Linked DNA regions of Mus musculus: region 2 is linked to region 1. A link is a contact called in public HiChIP or PLAC-seq data. All regions are on one chromosome and are shown on one strand. The core of a region is the stretch at or near the end of the contact, and the rest is flanking DNA. Distances in the headings are between cores, read along the strand shown.

Region 1 (5,402 bases), core at 1,925-4,424:
GAGAGACAGCTCATCCAATAGAGGGCTTGCCTGGACACCAGCCTCAGAACCTATGTTAAAAAAACAAACAAACCAAACCAAACAAACAAAAAACAGACACAAAAGCGTACACTTGTAATCCCAGTTCTGGGTAGGTAGAGATGAACAGACCCTTGGAACTCAATGGTCTATTGAGCAAGTTCAAGGTCAATGGCAGGCCTTGGTTCTGAGAGGGAGACGGAGACAGACCCAGGAATGAAGTCATCCTCTGACCTCTACATATGTGCAGACAGATATGGATGTGCACACACAAACTAAAAAGTATCTTCACCCAAAGGAATCCAGTTTTTTAAACTAAAGGCCAGTGCAAGAAACATACAAGATAAGCCTGGAAAACCTTATCAGATCAGAAAGCAAAGACACTTCCAAAGACCTTGTCAAAAGATGCTGGAACCTTTTTCAAGAGATTCCCACCAGTTAAGCTGGGAGATTTTAAGCAAACTATCAACACAATCCTCACAGTGTACTAAGATCTATCTAATGCGTTTAAATATATGCACTTCAGTGATCTGTTTGGTTTTATTTTATGTGCTTTAGTGTTTTGCCTGCATGTGTGTCTTCGTTACAGTGCCAGATCCCCTGGAGCTGGAGTTACAGACTGTTATGAGCTGTTGTGTGGCTGCTGGGAATTGAACCCAGGCCCTTTGGAAGAATAGCCAGTGCTCTTAACTGCTGACCCATCTCTCCAGCCCCAGTATATTATGCACTTTAAAATCCAAATCCTGTCCTTGTAACCTTTGGAGGATCTTGGCAACAGACTCATTATTTTGGAAATTAGTGAACAAAGAAAACCAGTATCCTCCTCCTGCCTTTCTCATAAAGACTATCTCCTGGGGTGATGACAACACAAACTACCATTTTGGAATTCTCACGAAATAATGGATTCAGGCAATAGTAATCAAGTCAGCTGAATAATGGATTCAGGCAATAGTAATCAAGTCAGCTGAAGTCCCCAACAGATCCCGGAGTGAATGCTGCATCACCTAGGCAATGTTCTGTCCCCTCATTCCCAATCTGAATCTAATAAACAACTACTCATTTAAAGGACAAAGGATATGTTAACCATCACCAGATAGTCCCTGGTTACTTTGGGTAACCACAGGACAAATGACTTGGTCTTGTACAATAATAACAGAGCTATAATAAATACATAAAAGTAAAAGATGTTAGAGGAAGGGAAAGCCTAAATCCATAAAGTCAGTTTATAGATATTAAGACAACCTAAGAGATACATGAAGCGGCTGTGATTTATGTATGATCTTAACACTGGAGAGGTAAAAATATATAGAAACAACGCCCAGCAACAGTTAAGACTGAAACTGGTCCTGATAATGAAACTCCTACTAATAAAAAGCCAACCTGTTCTAAGGCAGAGCAGGCTACCAGTTTCCCCATCTGTAATGGAGCGAGCTAGAGTAGATGAGGCCCAACGCTCCCTTTTTGGCTGATAACCTGATTCACCAAGAGTAAATGACTCACCTGGTCACTCCTCCCAGAATAACTGCTCCAGCCACTGTCCCACTGCACACCAGAAGCCATCGGCCCACCGCCCGCTCGGCTGCCCTCGAAGGAAGGGACACTGTCCCTTTTCCGGATTGCAGAGCCACTTCAGTGATGGTGCTGTACTGTCCTGGCCTCAGAGGACGCTGGCTGCCACAGCTGCTGCCACACTAAGGAGCAAGACAGAAAATCGTAACTGAAGAATCTGCTACCAACACTTATCCTCAATTTAACTGGAGTAAAGCCCCTGTAAGGCTGCATTTCACAGCTACCGCTCTGGTTAATCACCGACTCTCATCTGCACTACTGAGCCCTTTCTTACTGGGTTCTCAGTCTCTAAATGTGCTATTCCCTCCCACACACTTCCATTTATACTACCCACTGGAGATCGGGGCTGGCATCGTTATGCCCCAGACTTTCCTGGATCTTACAACAGGTTACTGTCACAGCACAAAGTACCTTCCCTACCACAAGCCTTAACACACAGTCATGTATCAGGTGATCTGTCCCTATGCCCCACTAAGCTGGGAGCTCTTCCTCTTGCTCCCTTTGTAGTACTGGGTCCTTACACAGCAAGACCTAATACATATTTGGTACTCGAACTAACAATTGAATGAACTGACTCCTCAAGGGCAGGCACTATGTGGGCATATTTTTTTTTCCAGGAACATAACAAACTCTAGAATTCTCTGGTTTCTCTTCACACCATAAAGATCTTTCACCTTTTACTACTGATTATCAGAGAAGAGAATACATGTCTTCTTTTGAGTCTAACACTAAGAGCAAAAATATGTTGGCCGGGCGGTAGTAGCGCACACCTTTAGTCCCAGCACTCGGGAGGCAGAGGCAGGTGGATTTCTAAGTTCAAGGCCAGCCTGGTCTACAAAGTGAGTTCCAGGACAGCCAGGGCTACACAGAGAAACCCTGTCTCGAAAAACCAAAAAAAAAAAAAAAAAAAAAAAAGTATGTTCAGTTTCCTACTTCTAAGTAACTGGGTATCTTAGACAAGCAACTTAAAGTAAGTCTCAATTTCCTTCACTGTGGAATGGGGCTACATAGGAGTTCCTGACTGCCTGGTGGCTTTTAGCAAAAACCAAATGTGCAAATAAATGCATAAATAAATAAAATAAAAAGAAAAGAAAAATTACTGAGCCTTTATCACGTGCTAAGGGTTTGATGTATATTTAAAATTTTAATCCTTACAAACACCTTGTGTAACAGGTCGTTCTCCCATTCTACAGAAAAGGAAATTGAAACTTAAAAGCTAAGTAAATTGGTCAGTCATACACAGCAGTGGGTAATATTTCCGGATCCGCATTCAGGGAGGTGTCGGGACACAAGGAAATATGTCCTGAAATGAGAAGGCGAGCCGGACTTGCAGGGCGGTCCGTTTACTTTATCCTGGCCTTTTTTATCCCAGCCCGGCTTCCGTGATCCGAGCCAGCAGGAGTGGGTACCTGTGTTCTGGACGCCACCCTAGGGACCAGGAGCCCGACATTGCGGCTCCCCGTCAAGGCCCTCAGGGACGGAAGGAGCAACCGTTGCATGCTGACAGTACAGCGCCACTGCCGGAGCGCCCCAGCGAGCTGCGGTCCGCTTCTCCGCTCCCGAAAGAACAAGCACTTCCGGGTCAGGCGTCGTGCGCGCCCCCTCGCGCTAGGTTGGCCACTGCGCGTGCACGCACGACTCCCTGGGAGGCTGCCGGGCACGGGCGTCGGGGACGCGCCTCCTCCGTCGCTCGCGCGGCCGCGGGGACTCAGTGGAAACCGAAGGCGAGCGAGGGAGGAACGCGGGAAGCATGAAGAAAGGGGCTTCTTGCGAGCGGAAACAGGCGTGGATATCGTCGGGGAAGGCGGGTGCGGAAGGTGGCGGGGCAGGGGGGCGGTCGGCCGGTGGACCCCGGGGTGGGTCCCGGCTTGCCAGGCTTTCCCGCGGTCGAGTTTCTCAGTGCTCCGGAGTCCCGGGCAGTCACGCAGTCCCTCAGCTGCTCCTGGATCCCCGCCAGTCTCGCAAGTGCCCTCAGCGTCCCGCCGCCCCTAGGGCCACAAGAGGGCACCATACCACCTCCCTGTCTCTGTGGTAGATAATAAAAGTGTGGTGACAGCTCTACAACCTAGAGCTGCCACCGAGGGTGGCGAGTGGGATCCGTTCCCACAGCCATTGCGTAACAGATGACTGGTTGCTTCCTGCGGGAGATATGCCTATTAATATGTCAAGACAAATAACTTTTATGAAGGATAAATATCCCTAAACAAAACAGCAAAAGGGGCAATGCTCTGTATTTTGCAAATCTCTTTTAATATCTCACTTGATGGAAGGTAGTTGGATTCTCATACCTGTCTCAGCGTGTTTAAGTGTTCTAAAGCTGCAGTCCGCTCCCAAGAGGCAAATACAGACACAGACTCCCCAAAGCCATCTGGAGTCTCTAACTTTGAGCACTACTGCTTCAAATGTCTTTTTTGATCCCTACTTTTTGCTTTTTGCTCAGGCTCCTGTTGCAACAGTTTGTAGACATTCCCATACTTTTGTATGGAGCTCCTGATACTCCTTCAGCATCTTCAGCCCCACTGGTGGGGCTGTTACCAGATTTGTGGAGTTACTGTATTGTTGTTTACGACCATTGGTTAATGTTTGAATCCTAATCTATGGGACTGATAGTCTTTTATTAAATCAATGACTATTGCAACTTATTAGGAGGTGACAGATTTTTGTTTGTTTCTCCAAGTAATCTTTCATCATAAAAGCAATATCAGGTAGAAGAAGTCAAGCAATATAGAAAGGTAAAAATAATTCCAAATTCATTGCCCAGGAGTAACCACTATTAGAATGTGGTGACTGTTCTCGCAGAGATCAATACATGAAGCATGAATTAAACACTTTAAAAGTGTGTTGGTAATTATTGTGTGGGGGTGGGTACATGTGCCATAGTAAGTGTGTGGAGGTCTGAGGACAGCTTTGTCGAGTTAATTCTCTCCTTCCAACTTTAAATACATTCAGGGAATGAGCTCAGGTTGTCAGACTTGCACAGTAAGTAGCTTTACCCATTGAGCCATTTTCTAGGCTCCAACATTTAAAACTGATAACTAAAAGTGAGTTATATGGGCTGAAGAGATGGCTCAGCGGTTAAGAGCACTGACTGCTCTTCAATTGAACCTGAGTTCAATTCCCAGCAACTACATGGTGGCTCACAACCATCAGTAATGGGATCTGATGCCCTCTTCTAGTGTGGGTCTGAAGACAGCTGCAGTGTATTCATATAAATAAAAATTAAATAAATCTTTTTTAAAAATGAGTTATACATTTAACTTGCAGGAAAACCCCAAAGCTGCTAACACCACACTTTTTATTATCAACATATGAATCTGTAATTCAGATTTTACTGTATATTTGACTTGTTAGCATGGTAGGACCGACCTTTGCTTTCTGAGAGGTGACTATAAAGAATCCTTATAATGACCTTATTAAGGAACTTCACGTCAACTATAACGACCAGATGTTTATCTCATAAATAAGAGGTGAAACTAGGGGTTTAGTGAGAAATATATAAACTCAAGTTATTGGAGTTCAAAAGAAGTAGATAAAAGTTTCTACTTTGGGAGGAAAAAAAAAAAACGTGGAAATGTGACTTGGTATGGTCCTTGGAAAAGTTTAGCATTCGAAGATTAAACTAGAAGGGTTTTGTCAACTGAGATAGTATAATCATTGGCAAAAATGGAGACTGAAGGGAATGAGTCATAAAGAGGAAACCCTGTATCTTAATGGGTTTGAATGCTTAGTATGAGAGCCTTTATGTAAGTTATCTCAGTGTTCAGTACCCTGAGGTAGGAACTGAAGCCCACTCTTGTTTTATAGAAAATGTAAGT
Region 2 (5,318 bases), core at 1,748-4,247, 260 kb after region 1:
TGCGACTGCAAGATTTTCATGGAAGATGATTTAATATTCCTTATCACAGCATACTATGTAAAAGCAGATTACTACAGACTGTACAGAATAAGCCAAGCTTAATAATAATAATAACAACCCATTACATATACCATGGTACTGTTTAAAGTATCTGTGATAAGTCCGTAAGTGATTATCTCTATAATGGGAAATTGCAGGTAGTTTTATTTCCCTCTCTTCTACTAGTTTACAGAATTTCTATGTTGGATATTTGTTATCATTGTAGTTAGAAATGATGCATATTAAACTTTCTGATTTGTTATTTATTGATTTATTTTTGCAGGCCTACAGATCAAACCTGGGGCCTTACATACTATAGGCAACTGGTTTACCACAACAACTCAAGCTCCTTAAACTGCTTATTTAGAAAAAAAAAATGCTAGTCAAATAAACACACAGACTAACAGTGAGAAGGAATGCAGGCTGACAATGCCAAGTGGGTTTTATGGCCTTCCAGTAAATATGACTGGAGGCCAAATCTGGAGAAGAAAGATGATGAAGGTTCTCTGATGGACTCTGGCTCTGAGAATCAGAAAATTAATATTATTAATAATTAATAACAGTTAAATGAAGACATTTATATCTTGGAGTGTTTTGGAAAAGTTGATATTACAAAGGAAAACCAGCAGACAAAATTTGCAACAGTTTCTTCACTGCCAAGCAATAGGTGACATCTGAATTTAATGTTTGTTTTCTTTAAGAAGTTGCAATTAGCAGCCACCCAATAGTTCCTGGATGACGAAGCTGATGTGACTGGTATAGAGACTTGAATGTCTCTAGCTAGACTTGGGAAGTTAGAACAGTTCGATCAATTGACTTTACATCAGTGGGTCACGTAAGACGTAATTCAGTGACGCTAAGAGTTGCCCAAAACGTGTATATTTACCGAGGGAGAAAGGAACAAAGTAGTCTGTTTTCTTGAAGCAGCCATTTTTATCCAGAAAGTGTCCTGGATCAAACTTCTCTGGGTTGGGAAACTCCTTTTGATCCAACAAGATGGAAGACAGAAACGGGAACACAGCGGTGCCCTGGAACCAAGAGACAGACCACGGAGGTGCTTTACCACAGTTAGCCTATAGCTCCCAAGCCACTCAAATGCTCTGAGTAACAGTGGATTTAACAGGGAAATACTCACATAGTCCCTGGCTGTCTCGGGTTACTGCTGCTACACGCGCACTTACCGGCCTGGCAGTTCTTTGTGGTAAGAGTGACAGTCAGCATTCAAGAATTAGTTGCTGAAAATCTGAGGCGGCAGCTCACAGTGCCCACACACGCGCTTTTTTTGGAGCTTCAGCCTCAAGCTGAAAGACTTAACTTTGGCATGCTTACTTTTTTTGTTGTTTTTCCTCCTCTCTGGATTCTGATGTAAGTGGAAGAAAATGAGCCGCTGAGCCTCGGGTCTGTACAATGGAACCTCGTTCCCCTCACTTGTAAAATGGCGTAATAAAAAGATCCTCAACTGAGAAAATACAAGCCTGTATATAGGGCATTTTCTTGACTAAGGATTGATTGATGTGGGGGGCCCAGCCCTCTATGGAAGCTCCGCCCTCGGGCAGGTGGTCCTGGGGCGGGTAAGAAAGTCAACTGGATCAGCCAGAAGGAGCAAGCCAGTAGGCAACACTGCTTCATGGCTTCCGTTTCTGCCTTGAGTTCCTGCCTCAGCTTCCCTCAGTGGACTGTGACCTGGGATATGTAAGCTAAACTGTAAATAAACTCTTTCCTCCCAAATTGCTTTTGGTCACAGCGTTATCGAAGCAATATAAAGCAAGCTATCAGAGTGGGAACTGTATGCGAGCTAGCCACATGAACACACACAAGGACCAAAAATGTCATCCAAATTCAACATGTAAGGAATCGGGGATTTCCCACCATCCTTACAGGGGTGGCGTCCTGTGGCTTCACTGCCGTCTTATCCAGACACAGCGTGTGCCCTGCACTGAGCATGCTGTCAGACCACACAACTCCGGAGAACGTGGCCCGAAACAGCTCAGCTGAGATGCAAGACAACCGCATGCTCTGGTCTGCAATCTTCCTCCTGTACCCACAGGTTTTCTGTGCTCATAGAAACAATGGTTTAACTATAGACAGCAAAGACTTTCAGGCTTCCCCCTTCTGTCTTCCTTCAGCCTGCAAGTCTAAAGTTAATGTGTCTTTAAATTGTGTTAGAAAGGATGCTTGGGGCCTGGAGAGGTGGCTCAGCAGTTAAGAGCACTGACTGCTCTTCTGGAGGTCCTGAATTCAAATCCCAGCAACCACATGGTGGCTCACAACCATCTGTAATGGGATTGGATGCCCTCTTCTGGTGTGTCTGAAGACAGCTACGGTGTACTTACATATAATAAATAAATACATCTTTTTTAAAAAATCTAAAAAAAAAAAAGGCTGGTTTTAAAACTTGCTGTTTGAGTCACCAACTTGAGTGCCATTATGAAATTGTTTAAAGCAATTTTGGTAGGGTAGGGGTTTTTAATAACTTCTGAAATAGCAGTAAATCTCCTCCTGCTTTTTTGTGCTGAACATTTATGCAAAATGGTGCTCTCAGCATTGACAATTATAAAATCAAAATACTTAACCAGAAAATTTATCACCAGAAAATGTTTAACGTATATACCTATTTGGTAGGCCTAGATGCAAAGGTCCTGGTAGAGAAGGGCTGTGAGTGGGGAGTGATCAAGAAGCTGTAGCCCTGATGATGACATGCTAACGGCATGCTAACGGCGGCCACTGTTTATGCAGGAAGCCTCGCATCTGCCCGACCCCGTGCGGAGCTGTTTATAAACCTCGTTTAACTCTCATGCCAATGGAAGAGAGAGGATGCGTTTTTGGCTCACGTTATATAAACAGGGAGCTGAGGATCAGAAAGGAGAAACGCTTGCTTATGGCAAGCAGCACAGCTGGAACCAGGATCAAGCTCTGTCTGGTCTTGGAGCACCCAGCTTAGCCAAAAGCTTTTCTGCTTTTACTTCCGGTTTCTTTAAACGTTTGCGCAAGAATTGGAAATGACAGTGCGGTGCAAAACTGTACTGTGCAGAAGAAGGCTATAAAGCAAAAATGTTTCTCTCTTGTTCTCTTAAATTATTTTTGACATTTACTATAAAAATAACCTGTATTTGCCTGATGTAATTGTCATCTCGGAGACTTACCGCTGAATAAGCTCACCCTTTCTAGCTCTTTCTGAGCTCTGGCTGGCTGGTTCAATTCAGCTGTCCTGGCTCCAACTCCTCTCCAAACTGACTGATTCAATTAGGCTTCTCTCAGCTTCTCACTGAATTACTCCCTCTGCTGACCTGCACTGAACACAGGAACTCAAGTCCACTACATTCATTACACTGACTCTCCACAGACCCTACTCCCGCTCACTGACATTTGGACTGACCCCCCTTGATCCTCCCAGGGCTGACCTTAAATAGCCTTTCTTCTGACAGTTGGGCGTATCCTATCTCTGACCCATTCTGTCAAATCTTTCTCCGATTTGTCACTTTGTCTGCCCCTTAATTAGACTCATATTCGGGGACTGCAGGTGTGTTCTAAAGGCCTGTCTACATTCCAGCCAGATCACAGACCTAGGTCTTTGGATGCGATCAGAGCAGCCATGTTGCTGGATTAAAATACCTTTACATTTTATCTGTTTGTTTATCCTCCTGCAGCGGTGTGCACGTGGAGGTCAGAGGGCAGTTCTTTCATTCCACCACCTGGGTTCCAGGATTGAACTCAGGTCACTAATTGGCAGCAAGCACCTTTACCTACTCAGCCATCCCACTGGCTCCTCCCTCCTTCTTCACAGGCTTCTAGCTTGATATCATCACTGTTACCAGATCATAATTGTCCCCTGGAAGATACCTTATGAAATGAAAACAAGACATGCACAGCCTGGCCCACTGTTTCCACATAGAACCTGTGGTATTACGTAGCTTGCACACTAGTCTAGTTTATAGGAATAGCAGAATTTTAAATTCCCATGGTTAGTGAGCATCTTTTAAAACAGAACATTTCTAACCCTCAGATATAAACTACATTCTTTTAGTTTGTGCTTTGAGTCAGAGTCTCAAACTCATTATGTAACTGAGGCTGGCCTTCAACTCCTGATTCTCTTGTCTCCATCTGCCAAAAACTGGGGTTATAAGTGCATGCTTCAACATCTAGCTTTTAAGTATGTATATGTGTATATATATATATATATATATGCACATATGTATGTACATATATTTATCTATTATATATAATATAATTATTAATAATTAATTCCATATCAAAATTGGAATCTATTATTGGTTCCAGAAAATATATGTATTAATATAAATACATTTTATATATGTAATATAAACATGTTATTTTATTTGTAGATAAATTTTCCCAGCCTAATACAGAATAAGTCTTTTGATTTATTAAAAATTATAATATATAAGAAATTCTTATTTTGAGGAAAATCTGCACAAAATAAAACTTCTTAGCAGTGGGGATGCTCTTCTGGAGCTGTGAACGCCTGCAGCTGTGGCCACACAGCCTCCTGCAGAGGTTACCTTTGTTGCTGCTTCCAGCAAGAATGCCTGCCATCCCTCAGGCAGGACTCTGCCAGCTCCGCCACGGTCTGGACTACACAGTGAGTTCTAGGCCAGCCAAGACTACATGGTGAAACCCTGTCTTAAGAGTTCTCTTAAACATCCAGTCTATATAGTATGATAAGTTAAAACATGAATCCTTATAATTTTTATTTTCAGTCTATTCCATTCTGTGGGTTTATTTTACATATTCACTAACCATTCGTAATAACCATACATAAAAATAAATAAAATGTGTAATAAATTTTTAAAAAACCTGTGGATTTGTGTTTTACTTACTTATTATTTATTTATTGCTGAAACAGGTTTCTCTGTGTAGCCCTGGATGCCCTGGAACTCACTCTGTGGACCAGGCTGGCCTCAAACTCAGAGATCCACCTGCCTCTGCCTCCTAAGTGCTGGGACTAAAGGCGTGCACCACCACTGCCCAGCTCCTATAATTTATTTTAAATATTTTAAAAATTCCATATCAAAATTGGAATCTGTTAATTTGGTTCTAGAAAAATATGGTTATTAATATTAATTTATATATTAATATAAATACATCTTTTACCTATAATATAAACATGTAATTATATTTTCCTAGCCTAAGACAGAACGTCCTTTGATTTAAAAATTGTATAAGTTAGCGTTCTAAATTTGAAAATATCTTTAAAATCTTGCAAACTTTCTGCTTACTCCTGAGTACTTTTACCTTGTAATTTTTTTATTAATGAAAGT

Evidence for each region. HiChIP or PLAC-seq counts read pairs in DNA pulled down with a chosen protein or histone mark.
Region 2: an H3K4me3 HiChIP or PLAC-seq map of bone marrow-derived macrophages shows a contact between it and region 1, with 2.9 times the contacts expected there. The contact joins the enhancer-like site here to the promoter of Cox15 in region 1. A contact is called at or near these places in 1 of 39 promoter capture datasets (hippocampal neurons), 1 of 15 datasets of contacts at CTCF or cohesin (the NIH/3T3 cell line) and 3 of 115 datasets of contacts at active chromatin or transcription factors (bone marrow-derived macrophages and embryonic stem cells).

Annotation. Positions count from the first base shown.
Region 1 is chr19:43,749,826-43,755,227 of GRCm38.p6, forward strand. It overlaps Cox15 (cytochrome c oxidase assembly protein 15), which reads right to left and starts at 3,175. Exons shown (of 9, transcript NM_144874.4): 1 at 2,997-3,175; 2 at 1,519-1,709. The coding sequence starts at 3,086. It overlaps Cutc (cutC copper transporter), which reads left to right and starts at 3,198. Exons shown (of 9, transcript NM_001113562.1): 1 at 3,198-3,395. The coding sequence starts at 3,338.
Region 2 is chr19:44,006,099-44,011,416 of GRCm38.p6, forward strand. Cyp2c23 (cytochrome P450, family 2, subfamily c, polypeptide 23) reads right to left here. Exons shown (of 9, transcript NM_001001446.3): 8 at 926-1,067. Among named protein-coding and RNA genes, the nearest start is that of Cyp2c23, 20 kb to the right of the region's middle. Within about 2 kb of position 2,998, at least 23 of the 459 cell types and tissues checked have an H3K27ac peak or open chromatin away from gene starts, as enhancers often do. A contact at or near this core is called in bone marrow-derived macrophages, where this site is marked.